3 separate regions of the Mus musculus genome follow, and regions 2 and 3 are each linked to region 1. The links are chromatin contacts, called in public HiChIP or PLAC-seq and promoter capture Hi-C maps. All regions are on one chromosome and are shown on one strand. Each heading gives the region's core, a stretch centred on a gene start, on an enhancer-like site or on the middle of the called end of the contact. The rest is flanking DNA. Distances are from core to core; before and after follow the strand shown.

Region 1 (4,168 bases), core at 471-2,970:
ACATCTTCCCTGCTATGACCAAGAGGGGCACGGGTGTATGCCAGTGCTTACTGGAAGGGTTAGAGACGCTGGACCAATGTTGGTCTGGAGTTTCCACTGAACGAGTCCGTTTCACCTGGAACCTGCAATCCAGTGGAGCCAGCTCTCAAATGGGAACACAACAGGGGAAACAGAGAGCTGCGAACCTTCCACGAGGAATGTCCCTACGGGTGGAGTCCACCTGGCCAGAGACATCCATCGGGATGTGGGGCTTCCAGCAGGGGTGGCGTGGCGGCGGCGCCTCACCCCAGAGTTGCTCTGTTCGAGATAACTCTAACTGCTCCTTCTCTACTGAGATGCGTCCCTGGAGGTGGCGGCCGCCGCGGCTCCGCAGGGAAGGTTGGGGGCGGGGAAGGGGGCGGGAGGCGGGGAGGCGAGCAGGGATTTCCCACGGGATTCGCGGGAGCCCTGAGCGCCGGGGCTCCTGGGTGCGCCGGGTAAGGGGTCCGCTGAGCGGGTTTGGCTGGCCACCAGCGGGAGGCACAACCACGCTGAGCCAGCAGGGATGGTGTCTTGGCTCGTGGGCTCGCAGCCACGCAGTCTCTTCTAACTGCCGGATGAGTTTAAGCACCGCCAGCACTCACCCAAGCCCACCCCTGCTCCAAAGCTCAGAAGGCGAGAAAGGCGTCCGCCTCGCACTTGCTGTCCCTGGAAGATTGCAACCCGGCAGCTTCTAGGGCTGATTTCCCCCCCAGGGTGCGGTCAATGGATTTGGCCCCTCTCGTTTGGCAGTCACTTGCTGGGGTACTAGTAGGACCTTCTGTGATCCCCCAAGCAGCCTGCCTGCGGAGCCCAGAGTCCGGAAACCTCAGACTGCGAAAGGGAGACAGCAAGCTACCGCTCGCCAGCCAGCGCATCCAGGCCCGGGATAGAAAGAGCCGAAGGTGCCGACTCTAGGAGCCCAGTGGCCCGAGGTATCGCTTCCCAGACCAGCTTCGCCCAGAGCTAAGGAGCTTGCACCGCAATGCAGCGGGATCCAGGCTCTCTAAGCCGGAGATGTCCGGTGATCGTGCTGTCTGGGAGCACCAGAGCGCAGGAGCCGAAAGACTCTGCGTGCGAACGAACCTGCTGTGGGCGCCCAGGGTCGGCGCAGGGCATGCCTGTGGGTACCGCCCCATCCCGGTGCCCCATCTCTACCCAGGATCGGTGACATTCTCTCTCTCCAGCACCAGGATGCCCGGCCGAGCAGCCAAAGGAGCCCTGCAAAGCGCGCGGCACCCATGAACTGGCAGCCGGCAGCCACCAAGTTGCTCCGCGAAGGGTACGTTACCTTCCATCGCGGCCACTGCAGATGCCAGGAGGAAGAGCAGCAAGCAATCCAGGGCCATCGCCGGCCAGCGGCCCCCAGGCCGAGCCCCAGCGGAGACGCGCCGCGTCCCAGGGCGCCGCTGCGCTCCCGGCGGGTGGCTTCTCCGTGTCCTTTCGCGCTCTGGCCGGGACCGGACTCCCCGGAGCGCGGCGTGGGCGTGGGCGGGAGTGTGCGCGCGTGGGGCGGTGCGGGCGCGCGTGGATGTGGGTGTGCATGTGTGTGTGTGTGTTTATGGGAGAGGTGGGTGTGTGCGTGCGTGTGTGAGAGAGGGTGAGGGAGAGCGAGCCTGGGAGAGCGCGCGAGAGCGTGTGCGTCCTGGTGTCACATTGCGAGCTACAGCGGAGCCTACGGGAGGACAGAGCGGGCCAGACTGACGGGGGAGGGAGCGGGATCCCCCACCATCAGCTCTCTCTCCACCCCTAACACCTCCTGTCCAATCAAGGAATCAAACCTGCAAAATTCCCTCATCCAATCAGGCGCGAGCACCTCCTTACACTGGCATTGTTAGTTTAAGAAAAACTTTTGCTTGCAAGGCTGTGTGGGAGGGTTAGGAAGGCGCTAGGAGGTGATCGCGCTCCCTCTTGTGGTGATTTAGGAGAACTGCAGCCTCGCACGCTCGCTTTCCCCAAGCTGAAAAGGAGGGGCTCAGCCAAGAAGTCAACTGAGGTCCCTTATGCTTACAGACACCCCACAGCTACTCCTGACTATTCCTATGCAGAATGCCGCCACCCTATATCATTTTACTAATCAATTTTGTTTATTTTTGAGTCTTGTCTGATCTCGTTCACTCAGAATTCCTGGAACCTTAACAGTGTCTTATTCTTGGCATGCATCTGTGGAGTGAGTGAATATGGTTTCAAGACTTTATGGCCGGCTGCTCGGGGGTAGTTAGAACACCCTGTGGGCTTCCTATCATATCCTCAGCTGTATATCTCCAAAAGTCTCTTCCCAGGTGGATCTCTGAGCATCCACTGTAGGGCCTGCTGTCAGAAGACAGTCATAATGGGAAGACATGAAGAAACAGCCGAAAGTCTGACAACTTGTTGGGGTATGGGGAAGGGAGACATTGCTTTGAACCAGGCCTGGAGGTAGGTGGGAAGGACTGAGTTCTGCAACCACAGGAAAACCAGGCTCCAGAATAGAAGTGGTTTCCCACCATCAGCTCTGATGATAATGCCCCATTTTGCTGTCTGTTGATCAGGTCAGGCTGTTTCAGATCCGGCCCTGGCCTTGATGCTTGTCAGAAGCTGTGTGGCAGAAGGTCCTCACCTCCTCCCGCAAGGTTAGGGATGCTCCTGGAAGACTCATGTGGGAGGGGCTTCAGCCCCCTCCCCAAACCTTTTAAAGACATTAACATCTGGCAACTCTCCTTTGGGAATTTAGTTACATTGATTCCCCACCCTGGGTACTTACTCTGTCTTTCACAGACACTGCCTCCCTCTTCACCACCCCAGCCACACTCAGACCCCTGATTCTGACAGGTCTTTGTTTCCCAGACTTTGACACAGGCTGTTTGTGTCTTCCCCTACCATCCACCCATCCGGCCTCAGAACCTGAAAGGATGACGTCAGTGACCGCTGCTTAATCTTCCCTAATACTACCTCAGCTGCTCTTTGTCCCTCCACAGCACTGTGTCTTGAAGTCCCTTAAGTGAGGGATGCCCCTCTCTGACATGGGTGAGTACTGGGTCTTTTGCAGCTTTGGCAACACTCTCCACAGTCCAATTTCACTGCCTACCTGTCTTACTACTTCTTGCCCTTCCTCCTTCATCCCTCCAGCCTCTAAGAGAGGAATCCCCAAAGCTCTTACCTTGAAACCCCTCCCCCTCCCTGCACTGGTGACCAACTGCATCCATCCCTGTGGATGGATTATAGATAGATGATGGATGGAAAACAGACTGATGGATGGATGGATGGATGGATGGATGGATGGACAGACAAATGGATGGGTGGATGGACAGACAGATAGGTGAATGGACAGATGAATGGATGGATAAATGGGTGGATGGATGGATGGATGGATGGATGGATGGATGGATGGATGAATGATGACAAGCAGATGAATGGATGGGTGGGGTGGGTAGATGATCTCAGATGGATGTTGGGTGCATGCATGAGTGGTTTGTGGGCTCTTTCCTTCCCTCCACCCCACCAAGCACACCCAGCAAAACCCCCTCTCCTGCTTCCTCTTCTTTATGCCTTTGTCTCAGGTCTATCCATCTGTCTCAGCTCTGTGTCACCCCTCCTCCCTCTGGACAACTGAAGAATCTAACTGGCCACCCGGTTTCTGTCCTCTGTAACCCCGCTGAGTGCTGCCGCCAGCGTAATCTTTCCTAAGCTAATCTTGGTCTTATCTCTTCATAGTGTTTCAACCCAGCGGCTCCTCACTGTCTCCTGAAGAAAGACAGGCCACTCTGGCGAGGCCTCCAGATTCCAGGACAGGATTCCCAGAACTGTATTCTCATCCCAGTTTTTGCTAGGCGTTCTCTTGGCCTGCAACTCTTGGCTCCTCGGTGCCTCCGTATCCTACCTTAGCCCATCCCACATTCACCCACCTATTCAGGAAATGTTTACTGGGTGCACCAGGCACACCGTGGAGCAGACCGGGGACATGATGGACAGGAAACTTATCACATAGTAGAGTAATGACAATAAAAAAGTGGGCAATGGTGTGCTAGGCTGTCAAAGGCCTTGAGGACAACAGAACACGGAAGCTGCTGTGCTGGGCAGGACAGAAACAGCATTGGTTTGTTGAGCACCATGTATGGTGTTTACTTTCATAACCAAAATGAAGTTAGTTGAATTTCTTGCCTTCTCTTTC
Region 2 (3,753 bases), core at 685-3,184, 450 kb before region 1:
TCTCTGAATTGTTGATCCAGTGCACTGAGATGGGGCTCCAGAGTGACCATTCTTGTTTTCTCTTTTTGCCATTGAGACGAGGTCTAACTCTGTATGCCAAGCTACTCTAGAACTCATGATTCTCCTGCTTTAGCCTGTCCAGTGTCGGGATGGCATGTGTGCACAATCATGCCTGGTGGGAGGGTGTCTTCTAACACTCTTAGGTGATGATGCTGTTGTGGTGGTGGTGGCACGGAACCTACTTCTTCAGTATCACTTCTCTCAGACAACCACTTATGTATTTCTCTATCTGCTTCCCTGTGATCTTTCACTGCCCCATCCCTCTATGCCCCTTACACGCCCATGCTTGCTGAATACATACATACAAATGCACAAATGAGTACATGCAGGTGCGAGCTCACACACGCACACACACACACACACACACATACACACACACACACACACACACACACACACACACACCTAACTTCATCATCATTATTTATCATCTATCTATCTAAATACACACAAATGTGTGTGTGTGTGTGTGTGTGTGTGATATAATGGAAGAAAGAAAACATATATTTTTTCATAAGGTCAGTAATTTCTCTTTTAGTAACCTGGAATCAGAGACGATCAGAGGAGGAAACTCCAAGTCCTGTCAGATGGTATACTGTAACTCAGGCTGGAATTCTCTTCTCTCCAGTGCACTTCAGAGGGCCTTTGTGCAGCCTCCCTGCTGCTGAGTGTGATGCACTTATAGACAAGGTGGGAACTGAAGCCCCAGGTCCCTCCACAGGACAGGCTGGGCCCCTGCTCGCCCCCACAGAGAATGCCTGCAAATCTTCAAAGACCACAAAGGTAGGGGGAGAGATGATAGAAAGTGAATCCATTAAGAGGCGTATAAAGCTGACAGTTTCAAAAATAATGATCCGGGTTTTCCTCTTATTTAAAACCATCCAGCTGCCCTGCTGCTTTTCATAGCTTCTGCAACTGACACTCAGTAACGTTTGGAATTAAAAATACATAAGTGTTCGCTGAAAAAGCTGCTAATTTGAAGGTCATTAGCAGCCCCAAACATATTACTTTTATTTGTAAAGACAGCACGTAATAAGGCTATTTAAATTTACCCTCATCCCTGTCTCTTGTGAGCTTTCCCTGTCCAGGGTAAAGCCTCCTGCCTCACCTTGGCCCTCCCTTCTCTGCACCTGCCCTGTGACTGACACCTGCCTGGTGGCCTCTGGTACCCAGAGGAGCCTCTGACTCACACTAGACTAGCATGATGTACGTGGACATTAGAGTTGGTGAGATGGTCTTATCTTCCAGGGAAGAGGCACTTGTAGCAGTTTAGTGCTGATGGGTTCAGAGGCACTTGCCTTGGTAATGGGGATATTTGGGAAAAATTCTCCTGTGGCTACAGTTCGAGTCCTCAATGCTTAGGTCTATATGTTGGCAGTCTAGTAGGCATACCCCACCCTGGAACATGGCATGCCCCGACCCCTTGCAAATTGCCCACCATGTCACTCTGATGGTCACCAGTCAACGCTCACAGTTGGTCCTTTCCGTGTGTTTTCCACACCTCGATCATCTCTGCAAGCATTGGGGATTTGGTTTTGCAGGGCTGCCAACAGCTGCACCCTAGGACCTATTCTTCATCTGTGCACATTACTGCTCTTACTTAAGTCTCTGTCCCCTGGTGGCATCCCTCAGCCCAGCCCTCTACACCGCCTGGACTTTCTCTTTTCAGTTTGTTCCATGAGGGAAATTACTAGAAGCCCAGCCTGTCAGCAGCCTCCTTGTAATTCCTACTTGCAAAAGGATGAAGGGGGAAGGGAAGAAGGCAGTGAGGCTGGGGGTTGTGGTTGCCATAGAAATCTAGAAATGGGACTGACAGCTGAAAAGCATCTCAGGGAGCAAAGAAGAGGAGAAGGAAAGGGGCCTGGGTGGGGGTGAGCCTTTGTGAGTCGGAGCTGACCGATGGGCGGTCACACTGAGTGCATTTAGAGTACATCCACGTGGATCTACTTGCTGTATTGTGCCAGTAGGAGCAGGGCTGAGGAAAGAATATGATCAGGAAAAGTCCCAGCATCTACAGAAGTACACCAGGGCCTGGGGGAGTCACCACACACCAAGTCACGGGCTGATCAGTGCAGTTTCTGGCCTGCAACAGGGAGACCCCTCTGCTGTGAAGTGACCTTGAGTCCCTTCTAAAACCGGGGTGGGCAGGAAGGAGATACTAAGATTTATTCCTTCATTATAAACAAAAGTCATTTGGGGCTTACTTAACCAGCTTCTCTCACTGCTTCTGCTTCTTCTAATTACATGTGTACAGAGCCGATTACACTTGCTTCTTAGCTTGGGCTGGAAATGGGAAAGAATTTCCCCATAGTGGATGGAGTATAGCCCAGCTCAGATGAAAACTCTGGGAGCTTAGAGGTCACTGAGATAGGTGACTAGCACAGTAAGAGAGGCTGGTAACATTCCCATTAAGGCTCATGGAGACGTGATTGGAAGTCAGGGTGCCGACAGCATGGGTCCACGCATGCTGAACCAGGTCTTCCCTGGTCAAAACCAACATCCTCACAGGTTGTAGGGGTTGGGGGGCATGTCTGAAAAAGACAATTCACTGCCTGACAGCTTCCTCCAGGAGGCCCAAGCTTCCTAAACCAGCTGCTGGGTCTCTTTCACTGGCATTTCTCACACCATTTGTGAGGCTGTAGAGATGTTGAGACAAGATCTCAGATAGCCCAGGCTGACCTCAAATTCATGCAGCTGAAGAAGTCCATAAATTCCCGATCTTCCCAGGCCTTCTTCCCAAGGACTTGGATTATAGACAATACCACCACACTTAGACATCTCTATTTTTTAACTTATTAATTTCCTGCCTGTGGTGGTTTGAATGAAAATGACCCCAGAGGCTCATATAGAATGGCACTACTGGGTGGTGTGGTCTTGTTGGAGTAGATTGTAGCCTTGTTGGGGAAAGTGTGTCACTGGGGGTGGACTAAGGTTTTAGAAGATCAAGCCAGGTTCAGTGTTGCTCTCTCTCTTCTCTTACTGCCTCTCTAATACCACATTTGCCTGGGTGTCACCATGCTTTCCACCATGATGATAATGGACCGAACCTTTAAAACATTCCAGCCCCAACTAAATGCCTTTCTTTTTAAGAGGAACTGTCCTCGTCATCGTCATGACATCTCTTCGCAGCAATATAACCCTAACTAAGACACTGTGCTATTAGATTGTGAACTCCATTAGAGAAAGATGGCAGGGAAGTCCCAGGGATTCTGTAGTCATCTATTTCAGATGAGTGAACAAAGAGAAGAATGCATACTTGGACTTTCTGGAGACTCTCGTCAAGCCTTTAACTGTTGGCACACTCTCCTCAACTTCCCCAGCTTTCACTGGTCCTCCAGACAGGAGATGTGATTTCCAGAGATAGACTTCACGGTACTGGCTGTTTCTTTCCTGGTGCTTAGTCCAGGGATACTCACTGTCCTTTTAGCACTGACAAGAGGCCGTCTGCTTTTTGAACACTCAGAGAGTATCCCAGGGGCTTGCTTTATTTCTACTTCTCTGTGACAATAGCTGTGTTAGATATCTTACTTTCAGGTAAGAATTGCTTGATAAGGGTGGTCAGAACTGGGGTCCAGACTTAGATGCTGAGATTTTTACCAATATTTTCACTTCCTACTTTTGCAACCTCTCTGACTCCCAACATACCCCTTTATGTAGATCATGTCCAAGTTGATCTTCTGCATCAAGAGCTCT
Region 3 (3,689 bases), core at 901-3,400, 490 kb before region 1:
AGATTGTCAATAGGAAAAGTAAACTGTGATTATTCACAAGCAGTATTTTGAATCCATGTAAAATCTTAAGGAATTTATACACCAAAACAAAACACCATTACAGGATTTAAGTTATGAATTTGGTAGGGTAACTATATCTTATGTCATCAAATATTCTATCTACGCACAGCTAACATTTAGAACATAAGATAATCATATGGTTTGTGTAACACAGTCCAAACATCAAAGCACAGTAGATAACATATAAACAAATAATCAGATACATAGATGATAGGTAATAGATTTGATAGATAAAGCATACTATGGAATCAAAGAGAAAAATGACCACAGAAATACACATGAACTTTCCCCCTGAACAGACCAACGTCCGTTCCATCTAACTTTTTATCATCATGATAAATGACATTCTGTCTACACAGTTGCCCAAACCAGAAACCAGGAAGTCATTTCTAACCCTATTTCTCCCTCAAGCATCGCAACCGAACAATCACCAACTTCTGTTAATCCTTCCTTCAAAGACAGCTTTAATCTGCCCACTTCTCTCCCTCTGAGCTGCAATCACTCTGGTCCAAGCCATTATCATTTCTCACTGGGACTGCCTCCTAAATCCTTCCCCCAAATCCAATACATTTTGCACAGAGCAATCACAGTGATGTTTTCAGAACGTGTACTGGATGATGCCGCTTTCTGCTTAACATCCTTCAAAGGTTTCCGATTGCCTTGACTGCCACTGAAGCTACGACCTGAGGCAGGAACTGGAAACTCTCAGCCTATACCTCCCACCCTGCTTCAATCTCCTGCCTGCAACCTGCAAGGCCAGTGGACAAAGGATGAGGAAAAACACAACCCGTGGTCATTGGCCTCCTTTGTCACCCAGTGCTTCAAGATTCAAAACAGCGGGACTTGTGAAAAATGGAGATGAAGATGTATGGACCCGGGGTCTTTAGCTTCAGAGGTCAAGGAAGGCCTGTCTTTGGGGAGGGGGTGGAACATTGACTGAGTCCTGGAGGACAAGAAAGAAGAGCTCTATGAAAAGTAGGGGAGCAGAGACTGCAGCAGAGAGCAACACATGCAGGGAGAGGTAGAGAGGAAGAAGGCAGGAGGAGCCTGGTGGTTAGGAGTAACGAAAAGGAGGCAGCACTGAGCCTCCTTTTAAGGTGGAGAAAAGGGCTTTTCAGAGAGCAAGGGGGCGGGGAAGAATTGACTGGACAGAGAAGTGGCCTCAGAACATGGAAGCGGGGCGCTGATTAACCAGGTGCCTCAGCTTCCTGACTACATAGGACACAGACGTGAGGGCCAACAAAGCTAAGGGAGACTTTGGACACACTGACCTCTAGCTAACACACCCCACAGCCGCCCACGCCTGTCCTCCACACCAACTGTGACACAGGAGGACAGTCAAGAGGACAAGGAACATCCTCTCCTCCCAAACCTTGATTCCTAGTGAGGACACAGAAACCTCAAGTTCCAGTCTTGACTGGTAGTGAGCAGACAGCCCAGGATCGTCTAGTGTTCCCATTGAAGACTGGGCAGAGGAGATCGGAGACAGGAGACATGGCAAGCCACAGCGGAGGGCAGAGACGGGTAATCTCTTTGCTTGTACCCTGCAAAGATTAGACAGCTCTCTGAGCTAGTTATACTTGGAGAGCCGTGGGTCAGACAGTCTCCGTAGCTGGTGCAGTTCCCAGCTTACCTCCACAGCAGGCTTGTCCTCCTCCAAAACTGTCCTTAGAGGGGAGAGGTTCCAGGCAGCCTTCCTGCCTGCATGAGATCGAGGTGTGTGCTTGTCTTTATCCCTTCCCTGGAAATGATGAAGGATAAGAATCGGGTGGAGACACTGTCTCCTACTTTTCTATAATTTCACACAGGAAGGCAAGTGGCCAGGGCAGGGTAATTACCCCTGGCCTTCCCATCTGTGCTGGAGAGAAGCCTGGCACACGGCCACCCAGGCTCTGATCTATGCTCCAGGCAAAGGAGCCTCTGACAAGCAAACTGACACTTCCATTGCTCTCATGCCAGCAAGAGACACAACTTTAATTAAATGGGTTGCTTAAAACGGTGGCAGAAGATCCGGGACTCAGACAACCCTTCTTCTGCCCTTCTTCCGTATGACGTCACCCTGCTCGCGGGTGTTCTTTCTCTGTTCCTTGGGACTAATCTTCCCTTGGCAGCTGCCTTTCTCTGGCTTCCGACCACTGAGATTTCTTTCACTTGTGTCTTCAAAGCCCTTTGCAAAAAAAAATACAGTGAGGCCAAAGCCAGTGGGAGGTGTGGGAGGAAAGAGCTCTTTCTCTACGGGTCATCTCCTTGAATTCTAGCTGACCCTCTCCGCCCAACCCCCTTGGTGCTGACTGATGCGTGTGTTTCCTAAGAACGGAGAATGTGAACACTCTACTGAGCTTTGGACTTTAGCTAAGAAGCATCCCATTTGATCACAGTCTGTAGGCATAGATACGAGCTATGAGAAAAGTAAGACACGTCTCTCAGAAACCTCCTTGCATGACGGCCAGAGGAGCCTGGGAAGGCTCTCAATGAGGGCAGAGATGAGGCAAACTTGTTATCTCCAGAACTTTGGGGCCTTCAGCAGGATGCAGGGGGCTGGGAGTGGGGGGCGGGGGAAGACATTCACATTTCCAAATAGGTTTGTCCAGTTTCCAGTGGGCTGGCTCTCAGGGGGCAGAGTGAGACGTGGCCAGACACGCCTACATCACAGCCTGCTATTTGGAGTCTGAGCTCTGTTTATCTTTGAATTCAGTTGTTTTATATAAAAGTCTTACTAGGCAAGCTGACTCAGGCCAATGATCTCCCCATTCGCTGGGAATGTTGAGGTAGGTGAATTGGTGTGAGTTTGAGACCAACCTGTCCTACATAGTGAATTCCAGGCCAGCCTGTGCTGCATAGTGAGATCATTTCGATAACAATAAATAATCAAGGTCTGGGAAAATTATCAAGGGGGTAGGGACAGTGCTTGCTTTGTAAGCACGAGGACCCGAGTTTGTTTGATCCCTAAGACCCACCTAAGAAATGTTGGACATGGTGGAGCACAATCGCGACGACCACAGTGCTAAGGAGACAGAATGGGTAGATCCTGAAACCCACTAGCTGACTGATCTAACATACGGCTCAAGTTATGAGCCAGCAATAGACCTCATCGCAGGAAAAGTAAGCAAAGCAAAACAAGGTGGATAGGGCCTGAGGAATGACAGCTAAGGTTGTCTTCCAGTTTCTAAACACAAAGTGCACAGACATACATGCATGCTTGCATACAGACACATCATCGTCATCCTCATCGTCGTCTTCTTCTTCTTCTTCTTCTTCTTCTTCTTCTTCTTCTTCTTCTTCTTCTTCTTCTTCTTCTCCTTGCTTAGAAATGTCAGATATAATATTGTGCTTCTTCATTGGTCCCTTGAGACTGTCCTTAGCATATTTAAAGAAAAAGAAAGAACCTATATACTAAATAACCTGTGTGTGTGTGTGTGTGTGTGTGTGTGTGTGTGTGTGTGTGTGATAGCTGGGTGTCAGAAATGGATAGGAGATGGTGCTATTCCTGGTGACTTGTTCTCAGTAAGATATTTATCAGGACAGAGAGAATGTTTAATCAGAGGAAGGATCGGATGAATCAGATTCATTACATCCACCTTCTGCAATGGGCGCTGAAGGGCCATGGAGGAAGCAAGCCTTTCTCTACC

Evidence for each region. Promoter capture Hi-C pulls out the DNA fragments that hold promoters and counts their contacts. HiChIP or PLAC-seq counts read pairs in DNA pulled down with a chosen protein or histone mark.
Region 2: an H3K4me3 HiChIP or PLAC-seq map of embryonic basal ganglia shows a contact between it and region 1, with 5 times the contacts expected there. The contact joins the enhancer-like site here to the promoter of Ephb1 in region 1. A contact is called at or near these places in 9 of 39 promoter capture datasets (cranial neural crest, embryonic stem cells, frontonasal cranial neural crest and 5 more), 1 of 15 datasets of contacts at CTCF or cohesin (embryonic stem cells), 1 of 484 Hi-C or Micro-C datasets (embryonic stem cells), 9 of 115 datasets of contacts at active chromatin or transcription factors (embryonic basal ganglia, embryonic forebrain, embryonic hindbrain and 5 more) and 1 of 9 other capture datasets (adipose tissue).
Region 3: a contact with region 1 is called in a promoter capture Hi-C map of neural stem cells. The contact joins the enhancer-like site here to the promoter of Ephb1 in region 1. A contact is called at or near these places in 5 of 39 promoter capture datasets (embryonic stem cells, hippocampal neurons, liver and 1 more), 4 of 484 Hi-C or Micro-C datasets (cerebellum, cerebral cortex, cortical neurons and 1 more), 11 of 115 datasets of contacts at active chromatin or transcription factors (astrocytes, embryonic basal ganglia, embryonic forebrain and 8 more) and 2 of 9 other capture datasets (liver and macrophages).

The regions. Positions count from the first base shown.
Region 1 is chr9:102,352,973-102,357,140 of GRCm38.p6, forward strand. Ephb1 (Eph receptor B1) reads right to left here and starts at 1,721. Exons shown (of 16, transcript NM_173447.3): 1 at 1,310-1,721. The coding sequence starts at 1,367.
Region 2 is chr9:101,907,182-101,910,934 of GRCm38.p6, forward strand. No RefSeq gene overlaps it. Among named protein-coding and RNA genes, the nearest start is that of Gm31326, 75 kb to the right of the region's middle. Within about 2 kb of position 1,935, at least 13 of the 459 cell types and tissues checked have an H3K27ac peak or open chromatin away from gene starts, as enhancers often do. A contact at or near this core is called in embryonic basal ganglia, where this site is marked.
Region 3 is chr9:101,860,636-101,864,324 of GRCm38.p6, forward strand. No RefSeq gene overlaps it. Among named protein-coding and RNA genes, the nearest start is that of Gm31326, 120 kb to the right of the region's middle. Within about 2 kb of position 2,151, at least 52 of the 459 cell types and tissues checked have an H3K27ac peak or open chromatin away from gene starts, as enhancers often do. A contact at or near this core is called in astrocytes, cerebellum, cerebral cortex and 4 more, where this site is marked.